Linked DNA regions of Anas platyrhynchos: region 2 is linked to region 1. Evidence: chromatin contacts called from public Hi-C data. All regions are on one chromosome and are shown on one strand. Each heading gives the region's core, a stretch centred on a gene start, on an enhancer-like site or on the middle of the called end of the contact. The rest is flanking DNA. Distances are from core to core; before and after follow the strand shown. Region 1 overlaps MTMR10 (myotubularin related protein 10). Region 2 overlaps TRPM1 (transient receptor potential cation channel subfamily M member 1).

Evidence for each region. A called contact is a pair of places that touch in the nucleus more often than the background predicts.
Region 2: a Hi-C map of liver shows a contact between it and region 1, with 3 times the contacts expected there. The contact joins two enhancer-like sites. A contact is called at or near these places in 3 of 8 Hi-C or Micro-C datasets (liver, skeletal muscle and subcutaneous adipose tissue).

The regions. Positions count from the first base shown.
Region 1 is chr11:9,052,708-9,055,896 of IASCAAS_PekinDuck_T2T, reverse strand. MTMR10 (myotubularin related protein 10) reads left to right here. Exons shown (of 16, transcript XM_027466187.3): 6 at 2,237-2,327. Among named protein-coding and RNA genes, the nearest start is that of MTMR10, 23 kb to the left of the region's middle. Within about 2 kb of position 1,581, at least 2 of the 8 cell types and tissues checked have an H3K27ac peak or open chromatin away from gene starts, as enhancers often do.
Region 2 is chr11:9,106,584-9,109,772 of IASCAAS_PekinDuck_T2T, reverse strand. It overlaps TRPM1 (transient receptor potential cation channel subfamily M member 1), which reads left to right. Exons shown (of 30, transcript XM_072043536.1): 15 at 1-167; 16 at 1,337-1,471; 17 at 2,265-2,315. Among named protein-coding and RNA genes, the nearest start is that of MTMR10, 31 kb to the right of the region's middle. Within about 2 kb of position 1,657, at least 1 of the 8 cell types and tissues checked has an H3K27ac peak or open chromatin away from gene starts, as enhancers often do.

The DNA of each region.
Region 1 (3,189 bases), core at 332-2,831:
TTGCCTGAGCCTAAATATCTTCAGCTTTACACGATTGTAAATTGGCAAAAATACCAAACATTTTTCAGTTTGATATGAGAACATTTCCTGTAAAACATGTTTGCTTTCCTATTTAAAAGCTTCTGCTTATGGTGATAATCTGCTGAGATCTGTGGAATTTGCTTGTCTTTTGATACTTGCTGACAATAAAACTACTATATGAATGTAGTGAGGAATAAAAGGAAAATCTGTATGTCTTTAATGTTTTTTAGTATATATTACCAGAATTTTTCCAAAGTGTAAAATACACACAGCAGTATAAGTAGTAATTTTCTTTTTTTAATAATAGAAATTGGGGTCCTGAACCTGTACTGTAATCTTCAGGTGGACTGCTTCACCCGTGTGGCACTGGTACTTTGAGCTGTATCTGTTCTGGGGAACACCCAGAAAACTTCTCAGCATCTGGGTTCAAGAGCACTGCCATGGTCTCATGTTGTGAACCAGATCCTAATGCATACCATTTCCCAAACAATTTACCCCTCTTAACATGCCACACATGCACATTCTCAAATAAATGAAAGCTATTTTAGATGCTGCCTTTAAAAATAGTTTTACTGTATTTGCATTGTACTGTTTGGCAGCACAATGGCATCCTTTAATGTCTTGCAGTTCATCCTCAAGCCTTGAGACTCGATTAGCATAGCAAAAAGCTTTCATCCTTCATGCCCATAAATGAAGATCGGGAGTAGCTCTATTAACATCAATTACTCTAATGAAAAGTTAATGAGAAAAATGGAAGTCAAAATGTGTATGTATGCAGATCTGCATTTTGCTTCACTGCCACTGACAGACAAAAGCAGTCTGTTAGAAAATGACAAGTATTATGGAATAGCTGTTGTCCTATTACAGTTCTTGAGCTTTTCAAACCTCAAGATGTGTTAAAATTTGCTTGGCTTTTAGTTATTTCATGATAGTTACTACCAGTTTTTACCAAATTGTGGAAATCAGCTTATAAATGTTCATTTGAAAAGTCATGCTCATCCATTTCCCTGCAATACTTTTACTGTTTCTTTCTTAGGAGTACCCTGTCTTCTATAGTGTATTGCAGTTCCATGGTAGCACTGAAAGAAAAGTCAAAGCAACTGTTCTTCTAAGAGTTGATGGGAATTTGTTGTCAGGAACTTTGTGAAAAAATGTTTTAAGCTTGAGTTAGTCTGTAGTCACTGGTTTTATAAATAGCAGGAAATGTCCCCCTCAAAAGTCAGAGTACATAAATATTCAGTGAAGGTTTCATAATGCTACATACGTGGTACATACAAGCTAGTAAAAATGCAGTGGCTTTCTCCATGCAGGACTTGGCATGAATGCACTTTTTGAGTTTTTCCTGTGCCTAAGAGTTTCCTAAGACTATTGCAAAGGATGTGAAGTTTAGACGAGACTCTTCCTTATGCCCCGGCTTAATCTCTGCTGTTCTGAGGATGCATCTTTTATTTGAAATCTCTGCTAAAATTCTCTTCCCAGGGCAGGGCTTGTGACTCAGCCTAGTCAAACCTGATGACTGCATCAGATTGCCAGAGATGGTGCTGGAACTTGCTAAACCCACAGACGTCTAGAAGTGATGGGTGGATTTCTTTTGTGAATGAAAGTGATTCATCTGAGACTGAACCTACATGGGCTAGGCCAAAATTAATTGAAACTGACATCTTGCTGATGTTTCAGTTGGCTATTTCAGTTCTCAAGATCAGCTGGGGAGGGGGAAAGGAGTGATTGCTGGCATGTTTAATTAGTGGTAGAGCCCCTGCACATGACAAGTGGGCTTACTGTAAAAAAACAAGTTCTATTGAAAATGGAGATGGAGAATCTCCTGCCTCTCACTCAGCTGATAAACTACAAGTGACTAACACCAAGAAAATACCTCCCACCACTTGCAAGTAGCTTAGGGAAGAAGCTCTTCTTAATTGCCAGACAATTTGCTTTTTGCTTACATTCATTAATGCCTTTCACAATTTGGGAACACAACTTAATGAGATGCAGAACTGACATAGGTCCTGGAAGTCTTCAACATGCAACCTCTGTTTTTCCCTTCAAATCAAGTATGGAAATTGAACGTTAGAAACTGGTTTTCCCTTCAAATCAAGTATGGAAATTGAACATTAGAAACTGGTTTTAGCTTTTGCTCTGCAAAGTTAATACTGCCATAATCATGAGCAATAAATGTTATGTATATAAATAATACTAATAAACATTTATTTCCTAGGTGTGCCTTGCCATAGCTCATTATTCTCAGCCAACAGATCTTCAGCTTCTCTTTGCATTTGAGTATGTTGGAGAAATATATCATAATCCAGGTAAGTATGAAAATACCTTATTTTCTTCTGTTTCACAATCTGTAAGCTTAGTAAGTCATCTATCCAGAAACAATAGCAAAAAGCTTTTTAGGCTTTCTCTGGGGGCAAGTAAATTGGCTTGTCATGCAGCCAACCTCTTACTTTTGGACTTAAGTGAGTTGTTGTGATACACTTTAAAGACCAAAATCAAAAGCAGTGTCTGTACTCTGAAACAAAACTGCCAATGTCAGCATGAGTGCTCATATTTCTCCATTCACACTTCGATCCTCCTATCGGTGTATTAGTCTGTAGCGGTACTCTAGGTGCATAGCTGATGTCCCATCAGGCAGGCTTGTTTACCTGCCCTTCTTTTGGGAATAAGTTTCTCTTCTGGTGGTATTGCAGGAGGATTTGTGCAGCTTGGGACTCCATACCTCCTTTCCTAGAGGCTTACTAGGCAGTTCTTCCCACTCAAAACCTCCACCACCCCTGCTGAGTTGGAGCACACCCTCTCTGCTCAAGGCCAATCTCCAACTGAACCCTGTCAGTTAGGTAAGCCTGAAAAAGATGCCTTTGGAACTTGATTTCTAGTGTAATGCTGTGCGGTCACTGCTTAGTGTTCCCCAGCCAATACACAGCTGAAAACCATCAGTTTTAGCATTCCAAGCCTCCAAATAGCAGAAGTACCATTGATGTAGATCTGTGGTACAGAAATATTTACTCAGGAGCTGGCATTAGAAATCATTGTTACCAAATTTGAATGTTGTGGAATTATGAGCTCAGACATTCAAATTTGTACAAAAATGCACATTTCTCATGCAGATGCCTACATGACTGCCTTATGCATGCACAAGGATAATGGTGCATGTGATTATGTTGCATA
Region 2 (3,189 bases), core at 408-2,907, 54 kb before region 1:
GAAGCCTTACAGCTACTGAGGGTACAGCCCCTGAGAAGGAAAAGAAATCTCCAGCAGCTCAGACTAAAGCAGCCAGGGGGAAAGGAAAAGGGAAGAAAAAAGGGGGAAAAGCAAAAGAAGAGCCAGAAGAAGAAACAGATCCAAGAAAGCTTGAACTCCTGAACTGGGTGAGGTGGAAGCACTTCTATTAAAACTGTTCAAGAGTATTTTTTTTTTTAACCTCTTTGTATGCCTTTCTATTAGTTTATGCAGGTGGGACTTAACCGTTTGTAAAACTGTATGAGAGACTGAATAATCCAGACTACTAGTTTTTGAAGTGCTTAAGCCATTCTCAGGAACAAAGAGAGAGGGCAAATAAACATTTTTATTCTACAGAACACTCATTTGCACGTTTCTGTAGGATCAGCAATAGAATTGTGCAGGGGTGCTGTTCTGTCTTGGAGACAGGAACATTTCTCATCCAGTGTGCACTACATACAACCACACCACAACAGTACAAGGCAGTGCCTGTCTGCTGAATCTTCTTCCCTGCACTTGTCAGAAGGAAATGAGGACATCAGTGAACATCTTCATCCTCCTTTGTATACATTATTTATCAAATGAAGGCAGCTTAAACATTGCTTTTTGTAAGTGCTTTATTTTCCATTTGCAGCAGGTTAAAGCATTTTGTTGTCTAAATTCAAGGTCATGTGTCTAAAGGATTGCTGCTCAAGGGCTTTTCCCCTCTCCCAGTGGGTTCTAAGCCTTTAGACCATGCTAAGAGAAGATCCTTTAGACTTTCTGACCGTTTTCCAAAGCCAAAAGTTGAGTTGTTGAAGGAAAAGGAAGTGCTTCTTCCTGAACGATTTGAGCCTCTCAAGCATTAAATGTTGCCTTTTCTCTGTGAGTGACAGTGAGTGGATGATACATAAGTGAGTTACCAGGTAAATTATGTCAACCTCTTATTAAATGTCTATAGTATCATTTTTATTTATTTATTTTTTTAACTTCTTCCTACCATGTTAAGCAAGTAAATCTGTCTTTCACATAATATATCCAGTATGGCAAGCCTGGTTTAGATAAAAATACTAAAATAGATGACTGGAAAGCTATAGCCTTATTTGCCAGAGGTTCGTTTCACTGCTGTCTTGTCTCTCAAAAAATCACCTGTAAGCTGTACCATCTGTATTGACTTCCGCAAGGGTAAAATGTCACTTTCTAAATTCCTTCTCACTTAGAGATTAATCAGTGTATTTGGGAACTTGGGGATCTCCTAAGTAATGAAAATGTTTGTGGTTGTTGGCCAGCCACATCATCTGTGCTTGTATAGTCCCATGTTTTCCATTCTGCAATTCAGGTGAATTCTCTGGAGCAGGCTATGCTGGATGCACTGGTTCTGGATCGAGTGGACTTCGTGAAACTGCTCATTGAGAATGGAGTGAACATGCAACACTTCCTCACTATTCCTCGACTGGAAGAACTTTATAATACTGTGAGTGAGCAGGAGTAACAAAATGCCATGTGGTATCTTTGCTACTGTATAGGGATGTCCTTTTTCCTCGTCTCCTTCTGATATATGCTTCAAAAATTGGTCTCTAAAAAGCTGAGCTGTAACAGTACAGAGAAGTTGGATAGCAGTAGAGGGAGCCATTGCTCTTACACATAGTGTCCTGAGGTTTCCCTATATATGCGCATTCCTGATGCCTGAGCTTGTAGCTGCTTTTAGAAGCTGTTATACTTTGTTGTGTAATGACGTGTTTAAGGTGCGTGTTAAGAACATTTAAAGAAACAATAAGTCAGTATCATTTTTCTTTGTGGCCCAGAAAAACAGAATGTTTTTCCCTAAACTGTAGGAGTTCATGCTTCTTTATTTAAATTCTCCCCTACCCAAACCACAACAAATTCTGCAAGAACATGACTACTTCTAGAGCATTTTTCTCGCTGTTGTTTAAGTGGCAGGTAGTCCAGGGCAGCACTCATACAACATATAACTTAAGTCTAGTCCTCTAATCCCTTATGTCTCCTGTTGGAAAGCGTAAGTTCAGATAGTACCAAAAACTGCTGTGACTTGAATCAAGATCATTGAACTACCACATAAAGTATTATGAGAAAGGGACTATACAACTCTTAATACTGTGTTTGTCACTGTAGCCCAGTTCCTTCTTTTCACCCCTGTAAAACGTGATGAACATAATTGCCTAAAGTTCTTCTTACAGGGCTATTTGTGTTTGTGAAAAATATGAATTATTGAAGCTCTAATGGATAGTGAATAATTTTTGTTTCAGAGATTGGGCCCTCCAAATACGCTGCATTTGCTAGTTAGAGACGTGAAAAAGGTAAGCTTAACAGCTGCACTACGTTTGCATGATTACATTAACAATATGAGTCAACTGTAAAAGCAAGCACAGCATGGGGGAAAACAGACATTTAAAATTGAGATGGTAGCTGTTAAGGAAAGTCAGATAATTTCTTGGGGCAAATAATGGTGTCAGTCTAATTTGGATATGGCTGTATTGCATTACTAGTAATAACAATGGAGAGGAAAGTAAGGCTCCTAATATTGTATCATTTGAGATTTGATACTGTTTCTTCTCCACAAGAAGCTCCCAATCGGGTGTTACAAAGGAGGAGTGAAAGGAAAGGCTTGCTAAGTTTACTGGAAGCCCCACTTCCCAGAACATAACTTCTATCCTTTTGTTTGTTTCACTGTATGTTATACAGTTATTTTTCTCACAAGTAGTCCTTGGGAGAAAATCTGTTCTAAGTGCTACAAGTCCTAAACATGTTAATTATTTCCATTACATACGAATTAGTTCATTAACAGGGTAATTATAAAATCTGTTGCTACTTATTTACTCTCTTTGAGATTTTGGAGTTTTTATTCAGTAAAATGTAACTACAATGAATGGTCTTCTTTTTGTGAAGGAAAACTCCCATTTATTCTGGGGAGGCTTGAGTGTAGGAATTACGCAGTACTGGCTTACTGTGTAATTTGTAGTGATCTGCTTCCTAGTTTACTTTATCTCATTCAGTGTTTGTCTTTCTGAGTGTCACTAATGCTCTTCTGCATTCTGCTTTCTGTCTGTCTCTCCTTCTCATTGCATTGTCGTGGCTCACTCATTCAGCGACAGTCTCGGGGATTCAGTTGGGTTAACATGGAGGTGATGTGTTTGCTTAGGTTATAGTCCTTTCATTGTAGCAGCTACTCAG